Regions from separate parts of the Mus musculus genome. Here all the other regions are linked to region 2. The links are chromatin contacts, called in public Hi-C and HiChIP or PLAC-seq maps. All regions are on one chromosome and are shown on one strand. Each heading gives the region's core, a stretch centred on a gene start, on an enhancer-like site or on the middle of the called end of the contact. The rest is flanking DNA. Distances are from core to core; before and after follow the strand shown. Region 1 overlaps Cux1 (cut-like homeobox 1). Region 2 overlaps Cux1 (cut-like homeobox 1). Region 3 has its middle 17 kb from the start of Gm30408.

What was found. Hi-C and Micro-C count contacts between places; a contact is called where the count stands out from the background. HiChIP or PLAC-seq counts read pairs in DNA pulled down with a chosen protein or histone mark.
Region 1: a contact with region 2 is called in an HNF4G HiChIP or PLAC-seq map of pancreatic cancer cells. The contact joins two enhancer-like sites. A contact is called at or near these places in 1 of 15 datasets of contacts at CTCF or cohesin (the NIH/3T3 cell line), 6 of 484 Hi-C or Micro-C datasets (the N1E-115 cell line, cerebral cortex, embryonic fibroblasts and 2 more) and 2 of 115 datasets of contacts at active chromatin or transcription factors (heart atrium and pancreatic cancer cells).
Region 3: a contact with region 2 is called in a Hi-C map of female germline stem cell-derived STRA8 germ cells, with 2.8 times the contacts expected there. The contact joins two enhancer-like sites. A contact is called at or near these places in 4 of 484 Hi-C or Micro-C datasets (embryonic fibroblasts, female germline stem cell-derived STRA8 germ cells, nephron progenitors and 1 more) and 1 of 9 other capture datasets (embryonic stem cells).

What each region holds. Positions count from the first base shown.
Region 1 is chr5:136,287,265-136,290,160 of GRCm38.p6, forward strand. The region is part of intron 19 of Cux1 (cut-like homeobox 1); the gene reads right to left. Among named protein-coding and RNA genes, the nearest start is that of Gm30408, 43 kb to the left of the region's middle. Within about 2 kb of position 1,432, at least 14 of the 459 cell types and tissues checked have an H3K27ac peak or open chromatin away from gene starts, as enhancers often do. A contact at or near this core is called in pancreatic cancer cells, where this site is marked.
Region 2 is chr5:136,456,880-136,459,766 of GRCm38.p6, forward strand. All of the region lies in intron 2 of Cux1 (cut-like homeobox 1), which reads right to left. Among named protein-coding and RNA genes, the nearest start is that of Gm16599, 65 kb to the left of the region's middle. Within about 2 kb of position 1,337, at least 124 of the 459 cell types and tissues checked have an H3K27ac peak or open chromatin away from gene starts, as enhancers often do. A contact at or near this core is called in pancreatic cancer cells, where this site is marked.
Region 3 is chr5:136,260,565-136,263,507 of GRCm38.p6, forward strand. It overlaps a transcript of Cux1 not described here. Among named protein-coding and RNA genes, the nearest start is that of Gm30408, 17 kb to the left of the region's middle. Within about 2 kb of position 1,542, at least 8 of the 459 cell types and tissues checked have an H3K27ac peak or open chromatin away from gene starts, as enhancers often do.

The DNA of each region.
Region 1 (2,896 bases), core at 182-2,681, 170 kb before region 2:
CAAAGACAAAAAAAAAATCAACTAAAGGTTCAAATAAAAGGTTTCTGAAGGCTTAATATCAGGGCATTTTGCTAAAAAAAAATGTCATTATGACTGCTATGATTTGTTCTAATCAAACCCCATGATTCTGGTAATTCAGAGGGACTGGGGGTCTAATATGTGATTATTTCCTCTATATTTTCCAGAACAAAAATATGGACAGGAGGTGGAGAGATAGCTCAGTAGGTGGAGAGATAGCTCAGTAGGTGGAGAGATAGCTCAGTAGGTGAAGTGTTTCCTTGCAAGTATGGGGATCTGAGTGCTATCCTTAGAACCCATGTAAAAAGTCAGGCATTGTAAATCCCATGCTTGCAATCCCAGCACTGGGAAGGAAGAGACAGGCTGACCCTTGAGGCTCACTGGCCAGTCAGCTTGGCATACTTGGTGAGGGTGGCGCTTGTGGAATGGGAGGCAAAGGTGACCTCTGGCTTCTACATGCATATGCAGGAATGGACAGATCATTCTAGGCAAGGGTTGCCTATAAGCCAGGATGGTCATCTGGTTACAAAGACTCTTGAACCCAGTGCCTTAGCTGTTGGTCTCTGGTGGTCCAGGGAGACTCAAGCCTTAGGATCAGAATGCTTTTTTGTGAGGTTACCAGAGAGGTGCTGAGACTAGTGGATGAAGGATACAAAGAAAGGTGGCCTGCCTGTTGCACATCAACCCATGGGGCGTGTGGGTCTTGTTTGCTTTAGAAAATCAAGCTCTTTGCTCATCTAGACCACACTGTGACTGGCACCAGAAAGAAACTGGTGTGGGGACCATCAGGAATCATGTGTTCCTTTAGGACAGCCTGGGCCTTGTTGGGAGTCATTGAAGGTGCCCAGTGGGAAGTGCTCCATCTGTTCTCCAGCTGAGTGTGAGAGGAGGCAGAGTCTCTGAGGGGACCAGCCTCGGGCATGCCCGTGAGGTTTCTAGGCTGAGTAACTGCTGTGGGAAGATGCTCTCTGCATGTGGACAATTCCATTCCACCGGCTGGGGTCCCGACTGCAGAAAAGGGAGAAGGTGAGCTGAGTGCCAGCATTCACCTCGCTCTGCTTCCTGACTGTGGATGCCACGTGAGCAGCTCACACTCCTGCTGCCGTAACCTCCCTGCCATGATGGGCAGTATCCTCTGGATCCATGAGCCAGAATAAACTTTCTTTAAGTCGCTTCCATCCGGCACCTTGTCACAGTAACAACAAAACTAACACAGCAAGCAATGGCCCCACTTCACCTAAGTATCACCTGTGAAGCTTGGCACACTGCCTTGAGCCTGGTGTGAGGGCACTAGAATAAAGACTGGTCATATCCTAATCTCCAAAGACACAGTGAGAGAGCCTGGAGAAGGAAGTGTGAGGACTCCTGTCCACAGACCCAGCCTGTGGTCTCATTCTGTGTTTGGCACACCCTCTTCCCTTTCTTCCACTGAGGCTAATACACCAGAGGGCCACGTGTGAGGGGCCAGGCAAGGTGTGGTTACAGCATACCTGAGTGATGATAATTGTATTGAAATGCTCTTATTTATAGCTATTTCCTCTAGTGGCTAATAGATGACTGACTGGTGATGTTGGCTAGAGTCCAAAGGCAGGACCTTCTGTGTCGTCTCTTGTTTGCTGCTCCCTCAAGCTGTAACAGGTCCCTCAGGAACACTTTCAGCACAGTTGCAGGTAGCCCAAAATACTGTTGCCTTGGCTGAGGGTGTGGTATAGTAGCAGAGCACCTGCTGAGCATGTTTAGTGCTCTGAATTTTATATCTATTGTTATGAAAAGCCAAACCAATAAATAACCAGACAACAAAAAAGAAAACACTGTTATCTGAATAAAACATAGCAAGAAGGAAGACTTTACTTCCAGTTTATGGCATACACATATGAATAATGAGTATGATACATGTATGTGTGTGTATGTGCAGGTATACACAATCATACAGAGGCCAGAGGAGGCTCAGGTACCCTGCTCTATCATTCATTATCTTATTCTCTTGAGACAGGGTCTCTCACTGTACCTGGAGCTATACTGGAGGCCTGGAAGTCCCACTGATCCTCTTGTATTTGCCTCTCCAAGCATGGGGCTTACAGTAGGCATGCAGTTACATCTGGCTTTTTATGTGGGTGCTGGGGGTTTAAACTCAGGTCCTCACACTTAGGCAGCCAATGCTTTTATCACTAAGCTGCTTCCCCAAGCCTCATAGAATATTTTCTAGACATTTGGGCTAATAACCTCTCCTGTATCCAGGGAGTAGGACATATATTAAAAATACAAGTTTTTTTTTTTTTTTATATGAGCACCTAGAAAGAACAAAACCTGAAACAGAACCACAATTGAATCCAATAAGCCTGTGTAATGCTCTCAAATTGGTAAAAAGTCCCACTATCTCATAAAGCTCGGCCTGGAAAAATCAGGTTAAGAAAACAACTGAACTGCTTTGTGAGACATGTAAAAGAGATGGGTATGGGGGCAGAAATGGCCTGTATCCATCTTTAAGGCAGTATGAATCCTGTAAATCAGATTTCTTTTCTCCACTCACCCCTGGGTCACCAGACAACAGGGTCTAAAACCTAGCAAATGTTGTTTGTGTGTGGAAGCAGCAAAAGATTGTACTGTAAACTCGCCCTGACTCACCCATGCGAGGGCCCATTTGGCAGATCATCCATCTTACTCACTGACTACTGTCAAGAATAGCATGCGTCCCAAGCATGATAAACAGATTTCTCCTAGGTTTGTGTCCTTTAACCCACAACAAGGTCAAAATCATGGCTGCCCCCCTAACAGACAGCACAGGGCTGCCTGCTGTCTGGGAGTGAGATCTCACCAAGCAGCTGCTAGTCCTTCTCCTGTTGGTGCACTCAACAGCTCCCTGCATGCATGCATGCTA
Region 2 (2,887 bases), core at 87-2,586:
CTGTAAGAGTCTAGACAGGTGCTCTACAACTAAGCCATACCTCCAGCTTCTGACTGGAATATTTCATTTTAACATCTATGTTCAAGTATTTCTGTGCAATCTCACCTTCTATTTGGTGAGACTCCCATCCACAGCATCATGGGAGACCATGGAGCATATAGATTGTTGCTTATCATTGTTATGCAAGGTACACAGTGGATAGATCAGTATGTGGGCAGACACAAGTAATTCTGCAAATGTTTATGCCATAGTGTCCTCCTATCAAAAATGGAGACAAAATAGTACCAGTGAGCATCATGAGGCGGCTATATACAGCAAGACCGGGGGGTGAGGGGTGGCTCAGTAGTAGAGCCCCTGCCTAGAATCCCCCCCCCAGTGATGGGAGGGCTGGGGGCGTGGCTCAGTAGTAGAGTCCCTACCTAGAATCCCCCAGTGAGGGGCTGGGGGCGTGGCTCAGTGGTAGAGCACCTGCCTAGAATCCCCCAGTGAGGGGCTGGGGCGTGGCTCAGTAGTAGAGCCCCTGCCTAGAATCCCCCCCCAGTGATGGGGGGGCTGGGGGCGTGGCTCAGTAGTAGAGCCCCTGCCTAGAATCCCCCATTGGAGGCCTTGGAGGTATAGCTTAATGGCAGAGCACCTATCTAAACCCCAGCAGGTGATGCAAACCCCAGTAAAGCAGTCAGTCCTCTTGTGACACACTGGATATCAAGCCTGGCAAGTACAAGGATGGCAATAATAAAATAATTCCAATGGCCACCATTTATTGAGGCCTCACTTTGAGTCACAATTTGAAATGTTTCTTATTTTCCAGAGTTACCAAGTTACAATCAAGAAGTAAGACACTTGAGCATTCCAACCCTAAAGTGATATGAGAACATTGTGTGTGTGTGTGTCTGTCTGTCTGTCTGTCTTCCCATACATGTGCCCAGAAAAGAAAAGATGTTAGGTATTCTGCTCTATCATGCTCTGTCTCATTCCTTTCAAACAGGGTGGTGGCATTGAGCCTAGAGCTAGGCTACCATCAGCAAGCCCCAGAGACCCTCCTATCTCGCCCACCCCTCACAAACACTGAGATAAGCATGTCTACATTCTTTGTTCAGTGTGAGTGCTATCGATGCAAACTGGGTCTTCATGCTAAACAGTCACAGCTCATATGCATTGAGCTATTTCCTCAGACCCCAGAAGGTGACTCCTAAAAGCAAACGGCATCTACTTTACTTGATGCTGTGAGACAAAATAGAGCTACAGTCGACAGCACCCTGGCACCAGCCTGAGCCTCAGCCTAGAGTCCAGATAATCTGTATTTAGTTCATGATGTAAACCTGGACCATCTCATTCTCTCACCGTGCACCAGTTTAAACCATCATTACTCACCACTCTGTGTATTCACTTGGAAACTCAGAGCAGTGTGGCCCACTCCCACATCTCTTCCTAAAGGAGAAAGGAGATGAGCCTCACTTGCATAGCATGAGTTTCCCTGAAGATCTTCCCAAGAAGGGTACAAACCCACACGACAACTCTGCAAGTTTACTAAGAAGGCTGGGCAAAAACACAGAGAGAAGTTTCCTTCTGGTATTTTCCTGCAAGAAGTGTCTGATTGTGAAAACCAGCCCTGTACTTGAAGGTTCCCCACTGCACCAAGTGTGATGTCAGCTGCCTTTATTTATTACCTATTTGAAGGGAAGGGGGGTGGGGGAGAAGAAAATTTCCTGTTCCTTCCCTAACAAGATGAGTCACAATTTCCAAACATCAATCAATCCTTGAGTCAGAGTGGAGTAAGGAGAGGAAACGGCTGCAAGGCCTCCCACCACGAGCACTTCTGAGAACCATGGAAAATCAGGAACCCCGAGGTGCTGACTCCACTTCCCCACTCCTTCTTACACAGAATCACACAGCATGTGGACCACAGACCACAGGCACAAGAGCTCACAGCTCAGTTCTTCTGCTTCCTCAAGTGCTAATAGTACCGATATTATCATTCATGGTCAGCATGCACTTCGGCAGATGCAGAAACATGGAGGTGGGTACGATGTCCAGCTGCAGAGCCATGAGCACAGAGGAAAGGCAGCAGGCAACAGAACACACAGGAGCGTGACACTACACACAGTCAGGTGTGTACAGATGGCTGTGGTGTGGCGACAAGGAAACTAACAGATCAAGATTGGTGGCTAGGGCTCCATACACATTGTGGGGCTGACACCTCCACAGAGAACATAGTGACAGCAGCAGGGACTCAACAACCCACACAGTAAGTAAGCAGAGAAACACACAGCACAGCAAAGTCAGCTCCACGGGGAAGCTGTGGCAGTGCACATCGTGCTGGCCTAGGACTTGAGGATTTCTAACAAGTTCCCCAGGTAAAGAACATACTGTTCCTTCAACCACAGCCCAAGGGCCAAATCTAATCAGTATCCCACTCGCTCGCTTGTTTATTTTAAATAACATTCCATCAAGCCATGGGTCCCCTCACCACCTACATATGGTATGAGGCACTCTTCCAGCAGAGGTGAGAAGGCACCAGAAGCTGAATGGTCGTCCAAGCCCGTAGGGACTGCATTTACCATGTATGTTTGCCATCCCTCACTGACGGACACGAGCAGACCAACAAAGACAAACTGTTCTGCTCAGTGGGATTCTAGGTATCACACTAACCCATGTTGAGTAACTTTCTTTTCTGCAGGACTTTTAGGACCCTGGTAATTACTGGTGCTATTATTCAGGACCAGACTTCCCAGGAGTGTGCATATTTAGGGTGCTAGGAGTAGATTGTCATCAGGACTAACAACTGAAAGAACGGCATCTTGGGAAGACTGAGTGCAGACAGACAGACTGAAAAGGAGACAAACTGGAGGCAGAGACCAAGTCAGATTGTTGGTACAGGAACTGTAAG
Region 3 (2,943 bases), core at 292-2,791, 200 kb before region 2:
TCTGACGCCATGTCTCCTCTGCTATGAAGGATTAGACTCTGAGCCCAAATACACTCCTCCCTTAAGTTCCTTTTGTCTGGTATTTTGTTGTAGCAATGAGGAAAGTAACTTGTACAGCACCCTGCTGGATCTTACTTAGAGAGAATGATGGCTGAGCCTGCCTTGTTGGTTGGAGGCAGGGGCATGTATACCAACGTGCTTTGGCCATGTGTCAGGAAGGGAAGGTCCTGAGCTGGAATTCTAGGCTTTCTCTCTAGGGAGTTCATGACCTTGGGCAAACTCTCTGACTTGGGCAGGTCAACTTCAGGGCGACAGTAGGAGGGGCGTTTGACCTCAGGAGAGGAAGTATATGAAGCTGGAACCCTCACATGGGGAAGGTGTGGGCAGCAGCTCAGCATGGCTCGTGAAGGGTGAAGCACCTGTGATTGGCTAGGGAGTCCTTGGATCTGGGGATCTGAGATTACACATGGAGGCTGGAGAGACCCTGGCTTAGGGTGGCTGAAGGCAGTGTGGCGGGGAAAGGCAAAGACTCAAGAATGGTAGGTGAGGTGTGAACTCTTGGAGGGAGTATGTTCAGGCCCAGTGGTAGGGGGACAGCCCATGAATAAAGAGAGGGCGTGGTGTCTTGAGCTGAGGGCTGGAGAGCTGTTGGCAAGGGTATGGTTTGGTTCACACAGGGAGCTCAGACCAGCCAGAATGTAGAAGAAGAGCTTTGCACATCTGCAGTGACAGGAGAGAGTTGGTGTCCAGTGGTGGGTAGCATTCCTGAGCAAGAAGGTGCTGGGAAGCAAGGAGTATACTGGGTAGAGTGTGATGAGGGCCTGTCGGGGGGGTGGGTTGGGGGGGGGGAAGGCTGACTTCCTACCCCCTACAAGGGTCTGTGGAACCTCGTCTCCTGGAAGAATCTGGAAGGGCTTCCTAAGGATGTACATTTCACAGAGGTAAAGAAAGAGGAATACTATCAAGGCTGGGACCTAAGGAGGCCAGACTCTGATATAAAGCAGAGGCATGAAGGGTTGAGTGTGATATATCACACTTGTAATCATAGTGTAGCAGGGTTGCGAGGTCCTGGCCAGCCAGGGCTACACAGTGAGACCCTGTCTCAAATAAAACAAGGGCTAACCAAGGCTATAGCACGGCTAGAGCAGTCAGTGTTTGCTTAGAATCTTTCTCCCAACCCCTAATCCATTGGGGGCCTGGGGGTGTGGCTCAGTGATAGAGCCTGTGACCTGGAATTCCCCACTGACGGAGAGCTGGAGTTGTAGCTCGGCCATAGGACACTTGTGTAGAAGCCCTTAGCGAGAGGTTAGGGATGTGACTTGCCTAGCACCCACAAGGCTCATGGCTCCATCTCTAGCGCCACAAAATAAAAATAAAAATAAAAATGGGGAATAGAATCAAGACACAAGGAGGCTGCAGATTGGTCAAGTGCAAGAACGTTATCACAGTAGGATCAGAGAGGCATAGTGCTGTAGTCATGGCTATTCTGATGGCAGGGGACTCTGCTGTGTTAAATTAGCTTCCTGCAGGCCAGGTAGGGGTGGGGTGGGGGTGGGGTAGCTAATCAATGCACATTGTGGTCGCCTTTACCTTGAATCTACAAGGCCTCATGAACACTGAGGAATGCCTACCAAGTTATTTTGCCTGCAAATGCCCCAGTGTGCTTGTTAAATGCCCTTAACAAATCGCCCCCATTGGTCCCACTAAAGGGACCTGTCTACTCTCCAATGCCTATCTCCTTAAGATCACCAACTGGACTCTGCTGTACACTACCTTACCACTCACAAGCCCTGTCTATGGCTAAGTTGCATCAGCATCTTGCATCAGCAGTGAGCACCAGGTACTCAACTCTGCCAGCCGCTCCCCAGGAGGCCTGGTTGCTGTTGCTCTCGGCTAAGTTCTGAGTGCTACTCGGGCAAAGGTCTCACACACTCTTTCTTTCTTATCACTGCTGGTTATCATAGACCTTATCTATATGCCTGGGGTTATCTGTTGTATAGCTCCCTTGTCCATTTGTCTGTCTCTGAGACAGGGTCTTACTCAGCTGACCTCAGACTCATAGTGGCCTTCAGTTTGGTATTTAACATGTATCTCAGTCTTAGAAGGTCTGAACTTGAACTTGCTTCTCTTTCCTCCTGGTATCTGCTTTCTCCAGTACCAGCCTCTGCTTCTTGGCCCTATGTGTCCTGGCCAACTCTTTGTAGCTATCTAGCAGTGGTTCAGACAAAGCCTTAGTCATTGCTGTCTTCTATTGCATCTTAGGCTGGCAGTCCTGGGAATTGAATGTAGGGCCTCAAATATGCTAAACAAACTCTCAACTACTGAGTCCTGCCCCAGCCTCACTGGGGGATTCTAGGCAGGGGCTCTACCACTGAGCCTGTGGTCCCTCACTGGAGAATCCTGAGGAAGTGCTCTGCTGCTGAGCCACACCTGTAGCCCCACCATTTCTGGCCCTACATGCTCCTAGAATGGCTTAGTAATGGCAGACCCAGCTCTCTGCCACCTTATGGGAACCATGGTGAACCATGGGACCAATGGGTTTTGTCCTCTCACCAGTGCTGGCCAGCCCCTGAGATGTTCTGTCAAATGCAGTGGACAGAATGCATACAGACAGTTCTCTTGTATATACTGCCCTACTCCACACTCCCTCCCTGTATATCTATCTGTAACTGTACTTTCTCAGAGCATCTTATTAAGCCTTAATGGTTCTTAACCTTTCTTATGCTGCGACCCTTTAATACAGATCCTCATGTTGTGGTGACCCCCAACCATAACATGATTTCATTGTCACCTCATAACTGTAATATTGCTACTGTCCCGAATATGATGTATCTGATATGCAGGTTATCTGATATGCGACCTCCAGGGGGGCTGAGAACCACTGCATTAAAGCCTCTAATTTGATTCAGACCCACTTATCCTTAGAGAAGGCAGTATAAAGCC